2 separate regions of the Sus scrofa genome follow, and region 2 is linked to region 1. A link is a contact called in public Hi-C data. All regions are on one chromosome and are shown on one strand. Each heading gives the region's core, a stretch centred on a gene start, on an enhancer-like site or on the middle of the called end of the contact. The rest is flanking DNA. Distances are from core to core; before and after follow the strand shown.

Region 1 (5,893 bases), core at 1,735-4,234:
TGGGTTCACTCACTAACCAAATGACCAGCTAATTCCTACAACTCTGTAAAACTGATATTACTCTCATAACAAACTACCAAATGTCATGGACTTTCTGGGTGCTTGCAAGTAAATGAAACCCCAAATGCTAAATTCACAAATGTCAAGGACCTGGTGCAGGTGTGTCCGATCTTTCTGAGTGTAAGAAACCCATGTGGTGGTAAAATACTTTTAACTGCCAATGACTAAGAAAACACACACATACACTCAGAGACCTTCACTGCAACAAAAGGCGGGGGGGCCCTCTGACCCCCAGGAGCTATGGACAACTAACTGAGAAGCATCAATCCACTGCATGCACAGGCTTGAAGAACCACTACTTCATGAATTACACAAGCCTTAAAATTAAGTTCCAATCATTACATCTTTTTAGATATTATCAATCCTTACAGACCTCAAAACTCACCCAGCACCATCACCAGGATCAAGGAAAACTAAGGAGTGTGTGGTCAGGTACAGGGGGCCGTGGCATACAGTGTAATGATTAAGAGAAACAAGGGTTCTGAAACCGGCCTGCTGGGTAAGTAGACCAGCTCCAATCCAGTTTTTTGGGTTTTTTTTTGCTTTTAAGGGCCGCACCTGTGGCATATGGGTCGAATCAGAGCTACGGCTGCTGCCCTACACCACAGCCACAGCAACTTGGGATTTGAGGCACATCTGTGACCTACACCACAGCTCACGACAATGCCAGATCCTCAACCCAGTAGCAAGGCCAGGGATTGAACCCGCATCTTCATGGTTCCTAGTCAGCTTCATTTCCGCTGTACCACAATGGGAACTCCTGGTCCAGTCTTTTAAACTCTCAAGGCCTCCACAGCCTCATATATGAAACAGAAATTAAAAGAAAAACGTTGCACTTTGTAGATTTGTGAGACTACATACAAAGCAGTCAGCACAGTGTCTGGCACACATCAAGTATTATGTAAGTGCAAGCAAAACAAAACCTACACATAAACACCCAAAGCTGGACCGATAAAATTCTGAACACAAAGAAGGGCGTCATATTATTATAAGCATCTCTGAAAAGCCTTAACACAACAACTTTTCATATACACAGAGGCTATTCCTACAGCCATGTAGGGAAGTGTAAACTGAGCTACTCTACTGCTTTCCTCCCCAGCCAATGCCACGCTTCCACTGCCCTTTCACACTCTTCCTGCTCGGTCCTGAAGAAAACAATTAAAATTTTACAACACAAGACAGTTTCTTCTGGCAAACATCAAATCCTTCACTGGATATCAAGACTTCCACCAAAAAGGTCTGCCACAGAGAATTAAACAGACGCATGAGTACAGAATGCAACTAAATGAGATAATGCATGCAAAGCACTTGCCATAGGGGCTGGTACTCCATAAATGTGAGTTGCTGTCATTAATTCTATTTTAACAATATGCCTAAAAAAGTATTAGGAAATCTCTCAGCTTTAAGGTTAAAAAAAAAAAAATTGTATTTGGTTGCTAGTATACACATGTTGCTGCCAGAAGCAAATGGAATTTATACATGCAACAATATGAAGGAATCTCAGAAAGAGTATTGTGAGTAAAAGAAGGCAGACACTAAAGGGTAAAGACCATATGATTTTGTTTAAAGGATTCTCAAGAACAACCAGGGAACAGTATCAGAAACTGGCTGCTACAGAATTCCTGTTGTGGCTCAGTGGTTACCAAACCCAACTAGCATCCATGAGGACTCAGTGTGATCCCTGGCCTCGCTCAACGGGTTAAGGATCCAGCGCTGCCATGAGCTGTGGCACAGACCGCAGACACGGCTCGGACCTGGCGTTGCTGTGGCTCTAGCGTAGGCCAGCAGCTGCAGCTCCAAGTGGACCCTAGCCTGGGGAACCTCCATATGCCACGGGTGCAGCCCTTAAAAAAAAAAAAAAAAAAAAGGAAAGAAAGAAACTGGCTGCTACAGAGGGGAAGAGAAAGGAAGGCCAGAGTGGAAAGAGGCACAACAAACTCTGCCGAGGTGATGGAAGTCTCCTCCGTCTTCTTTGGGAGGTGGCACACAGCTGTACAAAATAGGACAACATTCACTGAACTGAACACTTAAGATCTGAACATTTTACTGAATATAAATCATACCTGAATTCTTAACTTAAAGAAAATACTGAAGCTCTCACTACGGCACAATGGGGTCGGCAGCATCTTGGGAGCACTAGGACACAGGTTCAATCCTTGGCCTGGCACAGTGGGTTAATGGGTCTGGCATTGCCACAGCTGCAGCTTAGGTTGCAGCTACGGCTCAGATCTGATCCCTGACCTAGGAACTCCACATGCCGAGGGGCAGCCGAAAATAAATAAATAAATAAATAAATAGCAAATACCTCTGCATTTACTCTTAATAATACAAAGTAGAGATGTTATATACCTAGGTGACTTAGGGTAGGGAAGATGAATAATAACTGCCTGAGAAATTTGGGATCTAAAACTTACAAGAGTTATATGGTCCAAGGAGGACAAATATATATATTTATTCTTTTTATTCAAGACAACTCCTATTTACATCTACCTCACCCATCTCCTACTGTCTCCCTCAGTTCTGATCACTGGCTCATTCTTCCACTCATCTCAGAGTCTGTGGTCTCTGCTTACACCACGATACTAACAGAGTTAACAAAAAGAAAAAGCTATGAATACTCAAGCAAAACAGCAATGTTTTTATTAAACAGACCAGCAGCTGCGTGAGCAGAGACTTGTAAGTGCATCTGTTCTACAAGATTTTATGTTTAATTCAATTTGCTCAAATCAGAACAGCAAGGCCCTGTAACTATGGGCTGGACAAGGAAATAGTTTTGCTAAACAGAATCCTACATTCAAATGGTATTTGTTAGAAAAGAATTGTACCTATTCATTCATTCACCCATTTATGCAACAAGCACTTACTGAGCACCTATTCCATCCCAGGCATTGTGCACGGTGCTGGGAACACAAAGATGAAGCACAGCCTGGCAGAGGTGACAGACATCTGAACAGATGGTTATAATAATACACTGGCAGGTTCACAGGCCTGGGGTGGTTCTAGGAAAGCACAGAGGAGGAGACGATTTCCTTTGAAGGCTGGATCTTTTCTGGAGTAAACAGGCAGAAAGGGAGAATGAAAAATAGACTCCCATCTAATCTCCACTCCGTATGTCAGGGAGCTTCAGCTGTACCAGTAATGTTTTATGTCTACATCTCAGTAGGGAGGCTATGGCTGTCCTGTATCTTCTTCTTTTAGTCTTTTTCTCTGTTATTTCATAATAAAACACTGTAATGCAAGTAATTCACAAGTAATTCTTGTAAACTCTGAAAACTTTCTCCCACAAGACAGTTGCCACGGTTGGCTAGTCAGAAGTGAAAGTAAAGGAGGAAAAGAGGTGGGCTTAGGAGTTCTCTTGTGATTGGCTGTGTGCAAAGGCCTGGAAAGGCACCAGGGGCGTGGAGAACATATTCCAGCTTCATTTTACATATCCACAGCGAAAAAAATATGGGAGTATATACCTTTCCCATAGAGAGAAAACAGCTTATACCAAACAACAAACTCCATTCATTCCGATCTCTATTCTCTCAGCAAATGTTTACTGAACACTTGCTCCATGGCTCATTCCTCCAGAGAAAAGAAAGTGCCTGCCACCGAACAGGAGGGGTGAGTCAGGTGAGCCAAACCTCCGGAGGAAGGGGGGACACTCTATAGGAAGGGCTAGCAAAGATGCAGCATGGGGCATGTGACAGGGGACATGGGCAAAGAGCAAGCACCAAGCCTTACCCCATTTACCATCTTCATGGGTCACAATGACAAACTGGGAATTTTGCAAAAATGTCTGGCCAAGAAATAAATAAATAAATATATACATATTTTGTATATATACACACATATCCATACATACACACACACACACAGATATTTGTTTGTTTGTTTGTTTGTTTGTTTTGGCTGCCCCATGGCATATGGAGCTCTCAGGCCAGGGATCAGATCCTAGGCAGAGTGGCAACCTAAGCAGCAGGGGCAGCAACACCAGATTCCTAACCCACAGTGCCAGGCCGGGGATCAAACCTACGTCCCAGGGTTCCCAAGATGCCGCTGATCCCCTTGGTGCCACAGTGGGAGCTCCTAAAATACATTTTAAATTTTTTGATTTATTAAAAAAAAAAGGATGTCCTGTACTCCCTAATACCTGCTATCAAAGGCTATAAAATCTTCAATAATGATGCAATACCCACTGTCCTCCCCTTCCATTAACAAGTGATGATTACATTATCTCACCAGTTCCTCCTAACAGAAAAAAAAAAAAAAAAACATGAGAAAATTCTGGACACACTTAGAAGTTCGAGGTGCCACTCTCATGATGAAGTAACACTGCCTTAAGCCAAAATGACTGATGGGAATGTGCTAGAGCCTTTAAGTAAAGGTAGACTTTAATTGACTGGAGTGACTGTGCGATATGCTTACGAGTATAACTCAGATACTTGTTTTTCTTTTACTGTTCTCTTAGACACTAAATGATCAATCTTCACAGCAATTTTTTGGAATCTTCATTTTTCCATCCTAAAACAACTGCTTAATTCAAAATAAATCATACACACACTACATATACATAGCTAAGTGCATTTAGGTACTTTTGAGCTTAATTTTTTTAACTGACTTTCCTCCAGCCTTCATGTAATCCAATACACTGTAAGAATAATGACACTGCTTACACACCTCCTTCTTTCTGCACTTGAGAGTTGAAAGGTAAGGGGCAAGACAGATTTGTGATGTTTTGATAGAATATGTTGCCATGGAAATGGCTGGCTTGTTCCTCATGAAGCACCATGACCTTGTTGCAATTGAAAAAGGAACAGGACGATTTTGGAGGATTCAACTCAGAGACAAATTAATAGCTAGGAAAAAAAAAAAATCTAAAAACTGAAGAGACATTCTGGAAAATATTGCAATGTCAAGAGTTCTACTAAAATATTTTCAAAGAACTTATGAAAAAGCCTGACCTCCAAAGTAGGAACCCTACAATCAAAAAGGAAGATATAATATTAATGTGAAGAGAAACCATTCAAGTAACACAGACCTGTGATTTCTAAATAAATACATTACATGCTCAATCTTGACAGACTATGAGCAAAATCCTATGACTGTGTGTGGGTACATCATAAAATTAAATCCACACCATACTTTTCCTTTCCTAAAAGCAGCCTTCTTTCTTGCTTTCTTTTTTTTTTTTTTTTGGTGCCCCTGTTTATACAGCTTATCCCTTATCACACTGACAAGACTGGGAACCACAGCAGATGGTCCCCCCAGACATAATTCTAACAGGTTTTTTGTGCAAACAAAAGATAAAGAAGGCTACAGCAATGATTTACTGATATCTAAAGTTGAAAACTGACAAAACACAAACTGCTTTTTTCTTACTGTTTGAACTGTTTATCCTTTAAACTACGAAGATAGATATGACCAAAATTAAATATAATTTCAAACTACAAAACCAAATACCCAGTTTTAACAGCCATTAAGTTTTGTCTTTGAGTTACCAAAAACCACTATTTACCATTCCCTTTGTACCAGGAAAAGGGGAAAATATCTGTAAGTTGCTGACTTATAAATCCTACTTAGTTGCTACTTGTGAAATAAACTACTCATCTAGATTTTTCTTTAGCAAGGAAAATGTACTGAATTGAAAACTCCAAAATACTTTCCCCAAGAAGAACTAAAAAAATGGATTAACTGAACCAAATTTGGCGTCTTAGTTGCAGGACTAAAGTCTATTCTATTTCAAAATAATCTACCAATTGAACAGAACACAAAACCAAATGGAAAGTGTCCCCCAAATTACTCATCCTTCAAGATTAAAGAATGTTTACACACCATAAAACAGAAGCTG
Region 2 (5,893 bases), core at 2,543-5,042, 2.0 Mb before region 1:
TGTTTTTTATTCCTTTGTTTGTTTTCCTAACCTTGCCTTTGAAACTGAGTGTGGCCCTGTGGGGCTCCTGAGCATGAAAACCTTTCTGTGTCCCTCATTTCTTGTTCTTAGGTAATGGGCCATATTCAGCCACCATGACCTTCCCTGAATTCCTAGGGACAGGTTCAGACAGTTGCTGATCAGGGAAGGGAGGGGATGCAGAGACAAAGGAGGAACAGTCAAGGACAGTTTAGAGCCCTTCCTTGTCCTTCTCCCTGGCTTAATTGGACCCTAAACACAATCAGCTAAAGATTAGCCACCCTGAACACAATTGCCTCTGGGTTAAAGATTATCAGCACATGTTGTTTTTCAGGAACTTTCCTGGTTTGTTCTAATCTCTGATCAATACGCCCTTTTCACAAGTACTGTGATTCTAGGCAATAACCCAGATGGCCACCATCATGATCACACCTGGATCTCCTGACTCCAGCCTTGATGACTAAGATTCCCCCCAAAAAAGAAGAATGCATGTTTGTCCCAATCCTTATTCCTTTCCAAAAAACCTGTTTTTCTCTTTTTTACTATAACACTCCCTGCAGTTCTTTCCAGTTGGGGGCACAGTCCCTAAGGCATTAGCCTGCTGTGACACCGCCCCCCCACCTTTGCCTGGCAAAGCAATAAAGCTATTTTTTTTCCTCCTCTACCCCACACTCTGTTTCTGTGTTTCATTTTGGCACCAGCAGACAGGCTGAATTTTTGGGGGGCATAACTGATAACACACAAACCAAAGATAATGTCAATATACATATCAGATATTCAAGTGTTTTTGGTTTCCTTAGTGATATATACTTTTCCATGAACAATGTATCTGACCAGTAAGTATACAGACAAAAAAGTAATGAGTTAGAAAATAATATGTAGTAGTTGGTTATCTGCACAGTCTCAATTGACATTATGAGAAAGATCTACACCAAACATCCCCCCAGTCTGCAAAGAACCGCAGCTGTTACTGATGACACATATTCCAAATATTCCCACATGTTTCTACCATGTGGCCTGAAACATAGAAGATGCTCAATAAATGGTTTTTGAGTTAAAGAAGAACTTGTGATGTTTTGAAAAGATCTTTATAATAACAAAATGATAAATTCTTCGAAGAGTTAAATGGCAAAAAATTTTCACCTTCATAATATATTATCAGCTATTCCTTGCACACCAATGCCTTTCTTCTCCCGTGTCTAAAGTATGATTTCTGATGATATTTTAGAGAAAAAAGATTAAAAGGTACAATGGTTCAATTCTTGGTAGTTCCTAGATGGAATGTTTAATGAATTGTCCCCTTCTGATGTGTTTTCTAGTGAATTTATTTGGAGGCAGTAAATCAAATGTAGGGGATTGTTTTATTCTTCTTTCTAATTTGAATTTTGAAACTTTACATTAATTTATAGTTCCTAAAGAAATTGGCAAGATAGCTGGGCTCTTGTGGAATTATTTGGGGGCAACTTCAATTTTAGGCCAATTACAATGGTTGTACCTAGAGCAAATTGATTTTAAGAGAAAGGACTAGTTTTATATATAGTTAAAAAGGGAGAATTTATAAAAGAAATAAAGAAAAGGAAACAAGAAAATGACTAGAAGTACTCCATCTTACATTTGGAAAGAACCAGGTTATAGGAATTTTCTGAGCATAACTCTTTTGTTGTGTTACATCGTGATGAGAGAGGCAAACTCATTTTAAGGTGAACATTTAAACAAAATGGTAAATTGGTTTGAGATGTTTCTTTGTTAGTTAATGACTTAAACTTTTCTTTAAACTAGGAAAGAGAAGGATTAGAACGAAGAAAAGCTGACAGGTCATCTTGAACAATTATGAAAATAGGATTAAAAGTAAACTCTAAGTTTATTTTTTATTTTTTGTCTTTTCTAGACCTACAGCATATGGAGGTTCCCAGGCCAGGGGTCTAATCAGAGCTGTAGCTGCCAGCCTAGCCACAGCCACAGCAACGCCACATCTGAGCTGCATCTGTGACCTACATCACAGCTCATGGCAATGCTGGATCCTTAACCCACTGAGCAAGGCCAGGGATTGGATCTGCAATGTCATGGTTCCTAGTCGGATTCGTTAGCCACTGAGCCACGACGGGAATTCTGGTAAACTCTAAGTTTAAAAACAAATAAAATGTTTAATGAGTGTGAGTAAATCAAGGCACTCTTTGAATTAGTATTTGAGGTGTAAATTAGAGTAACTAAGAGTCACCAATTAGATGGAAAAATATCAAATTTTTAACATTTATAACATATATCATGCTAGTTTTAAAACACATTTAATTTTTCCAACGGTATTCAGAGGACCAAATTTTTATTTTAAAAAATGTTTAAAAATTGAGACAGTTTGCATATCATAAACTTTAATACTCCTGTGAAGGTCAAAGGAATTTTATAGATTACCAGGGTGTCAGTAAGCCATCCGGTGGCCTCTTACCCATAGCGTAAGACTGAAGTTCTTAGAGGTGATAAAGAAAACTAAACCTGCAGAGGGGTGGCTTCGTCACATTGCCTTGTTTTGAGTCCCGACTTGAAAAATTAAACCACTAATTTATTTGTGTTTTACCTTCAATAAATATTTGAGAATATGCTATTAAAAGGAAAATGCCTTTGCTAAACATTAAGAAGGATAAAAAAGAGAATATGACATGATTTCTAAAAGAAGTCATAAATGTAGTGACAGTTCAAGATACAAATATGACAACGGAAGTATATGACAACAACTTTCACACAATTAGTACATGTTGCGGTAAGAATTTTAGAGTTTAATGATGATGTTGGATTTGACTTTGTATAGGTAGACAGAATATGGTTGATAGTTCAAGTGGGTAGTTAAGGAGCAGAACAAACTGGGAAAATTCTGATGAGAAGAATGTTTAATTGAGCTTAGCTAGACTATAGATTTTGTTTTGTTTAGGGACTTAATGGAGATAATGATGAAAATACAGGTTGGGTCAAACTGGTGGAGGAGTTTTAATTCTTCTCTAAATTTTTTCCAGATAATCCCATTGGCAGTGGAAGAATATTCTATGATGTTTAAACTGGAAAATATCCCAGTGTGGTATTCTATGAAGATCTGGGAAGAAAGAGAAGAAAGTTGTTATTCTGTACCAGGTGTCACTGATCCAATCAATCCTTTGGTAATAGAGCTGAAGTCTCAGTTCCTATCACAAAGCTTACACCTCATCAAATAAGAGTTGTAAGTACATTTTGCAAATGGAAACTTTTGTTTGCTTGTCATTGACTTGGCCTTTGTTATTCTAACTTCTCTGACAGAACTGAGTTGACAGATCCCCAAATCCTTGCTTAAAAATCAGACTAAGTGGCACTGCCATTCCCACATTTATCCAGACAGAACTTAAGGGCATAAACCCCTCTAAGGAATGTCCAGGTACCTGCTCTGCCATCTGACCACTAGTGGGCAGGCACAGCCCTTGGATCTGAGGAAAACTTCCTATCTCAGAGGGGAATCAGGGTCAACCATTTCAGGGGCAGTTCTTTCACTGCTTAATCCAACCCGGCCGACTTAACAATATAAACTGTAGATTTACTGCCTCTGTCCCCTGAGCACTCAGCCACCACGTTCCCTCTAAAGGTAATTCCACGTGGTAATTAACTGTGAAATATTGAGTGGCCAGTGTCTGACCTGAGTGTTTGTGCCAAGCAAAAGTTTCACTTGAGCTTTTTTTTTTTTTCTTCGTTCTTTCTTTCTCTCTTTCACTGCCAGTTTGTATGTGTGTTTTTAAGTATTAACTCTCATGGAAGCACATGCCTATTTAAAATTCCCAGACGATGAGTCAGACCTGTTCAGTGAGGTTCCTGGAGAGTCACATGATGTGGTTTGATGAAACTTCACCTTATGAAAGGTTGAAGAAAATAAATCAGAAGAGCTCTTTCATATTTATATATATATACACACACACATATATACTTGATTATGTATACGTGTGTATTATACATATAATTTTGTAAAAATACACACAAAAAAGAGAGACAGAAAGACACATACATGCAGAAATTTTAAAATCCCTTTGCTTTTGCTCCTTTCCTGTTCCCTCTGTACATATTTAAAAAATCTGGTGATCCAATAGGTCATGCTTCTGTGTAACAAGAAGAAAGCAAAAGCCCTATAGCCCTGCAAGGTATGCCTGGGTTGTAGTTAAATGTCTACCCCCTGGATTAACAGTAGTGAGCCTATAAATCTTAATTCCAATGTGGTAGAGACATGGCATTGATGAAATTTAGGATTTATGAGGTGTTCCATTCATTATCCTGATAATACACTTTAGGCTTATCTGGATCTCTAAAAAAACCTCTATTTTAATCTATACTTTTCTTCAAATCAGTTTGAAGCTTCATGGTATAACTAATGTATCTTGATAGCTTGACCAATACAGTAGATGGCTTCTTGTTAATAATCTAAATCATAATAGTTTTTGAAGCATTTCAAAGCAGTTACCCTATATAATGTTTCAAAGTATAAACTAATTCTAGGAGTGATTTAGGAGTGAAAGAAAACCTTATTTGCTAATGGACCCTAGCTATAGGTGGAATTGAGTCATTCCTTATGAAGATATCTTAATTATAAAATAATAAGTATTCTAGAAAGCTCCTGCCTCAAGATGAGTGTTGGCAGAGAGCAAGAAGGCAGAGTTCCTTCCAAAGAAAAGGTTCTCTTCAAAATATTGGGTGCACACAACACTTTAAAGAGTGTCTTCGTGTTTTAAGAAATCACAGAGGATATAACACCAACTAAATTGGCAACACTGATTCATTCATTTCATGAACATTGATTGAGAGCCTACTATGTGTCAGACACAGATAGCTGTTAGAGAATCAAAGAAAAGTATATTATAATTTCACTCACAAGCACTCCTAGTTTGAGGGATGAGAATTGCATAAGCAAATAGTTATAAGTTCTGGAATGTGGAAAGTACTATGAAAACACAGGTGCAGAAATGACTAACTTTGTCTAACAGAATTTGATAAAACTTCACTGAGGAGGTGATACTTAAGCCAGATCTTTAGAGATAAGTAGGAAATGAGTTGCTGAAAAATCAGTAAGGCAGAGATTAAAAAAAAAAAAAAAAAAACAGTATGAGAGTTGGAAAGGGGCAGCTGAAAGAGAAAGGCTAATCAAAGACATCATTTATCACTGGCCAGAGCAGGCTTGTGTTAGGGAGGCTTGAGCATGCCATTCATCGACACCTTTATTCTGAGCCAATCCAGAAGCTCGCCATGTTCCAGAGGAGGGTTTATAACCAGGAAGAGGAAGCCAGTAGTAATATAGGCTCTCTTTCATTTGGTTATTCATTCTCTGCCTCTGTCTCTAAGTCCTTCTTTCCCTCTCTCTCAGGCTGATTGTCTCATTTATAGGTCTGAAAATGTTCTTTTGAAGATTGGCATCACTTTCCATTAGATTCTACAATTGACTTATCACCATGTCTAGTTACAGACCAGACTTACTGCTACTGCTGTATCTAAAATCCCTGAATTCCCGGAGGGAAAAATCTTAGCTGACTAATTGATCCATTGCACCATGGTCAGGACTAGAACCACCATCTACATACATGAGTCCTGGAAACAGACCTCTGTGGAATGGGGAGGATATTCCCAGGATGGGCAGGCTATGGGTTGAGCATCACCCCAAGAGTTATCAACTGCATGTGATAATTCTACTTTAGATGCACCTAAGGGATTTGGGGATATAGTATGTCACTGTTACCTTTCACGTAAGGCCTATTTATATTTGCTGAGGTCATTTTCTATAACTTTTACTTCTTTTTGTAACTACTTTTAGGGCGCTTGGAGAAAAATTAAAAGGATGCTGGCATGTCCAGAAAGGTGGATTTTTAAAATGAACAGAATG

What was found. Hi-C and Micro-C count contacts between places; a contact is called where the count stands out from the background.
Region 2: a contact with region 1 is called in a Hi-C map of omental adipose tissue, with 1.7 times the contacts expected there. The contact joins two enhancer-like sites. A contact is called at or near these places in 8 of 47 Hi-C or Micro-C datasets (embryonic fibroblasts, epiblast stem cells, fetal skeletal muscle and 5 more).

What each region holds. Positions count from the first base shown.
Region 1 is chr7:15,948,297-15,954,189 of Sscrofa11.1, reverse strand. All of the region lies in intron 4 of CDKAL1 (threonylcarbamoyladenosine tRNA methylthiotransferase), which reads right to left. Among named protein-coding and RNA genes, the nearest start is that of CDKAL1, 41 kb to the right of the region's middle. Within about 2 kb of position 2,984, at least 42 of the 83 cell types and tissues checked have an H3K27ac peak or open chromatin away from gene starts, as enhancers often do. A contact at or near this core is called in omental adipose tissue, skeletal muscle and subcutaneous adipose tissue, where this site is marked.
Region 2 is chr7:17,948,035-17,953,927 of Sscrofa11.1, reverse strand. The region is part of intron 3 of LOC106504342 (a long non-coding RNA gene); the gene reads right to left. Among named protein-coding and RNA genes, the nearest start is that of HDGFL1, 260 kb to the right of the region's middle. Within about 2 kb of position 3,792, at least 24 of the 83 cell types and tissues checked have an H3K27ac peak or open chromatin away from gene starts, as enhancers often do. A contact at or near this core is called in omental adipose tissue, skeletal muscle and subcutaneous adipose tissue, where this site is marked.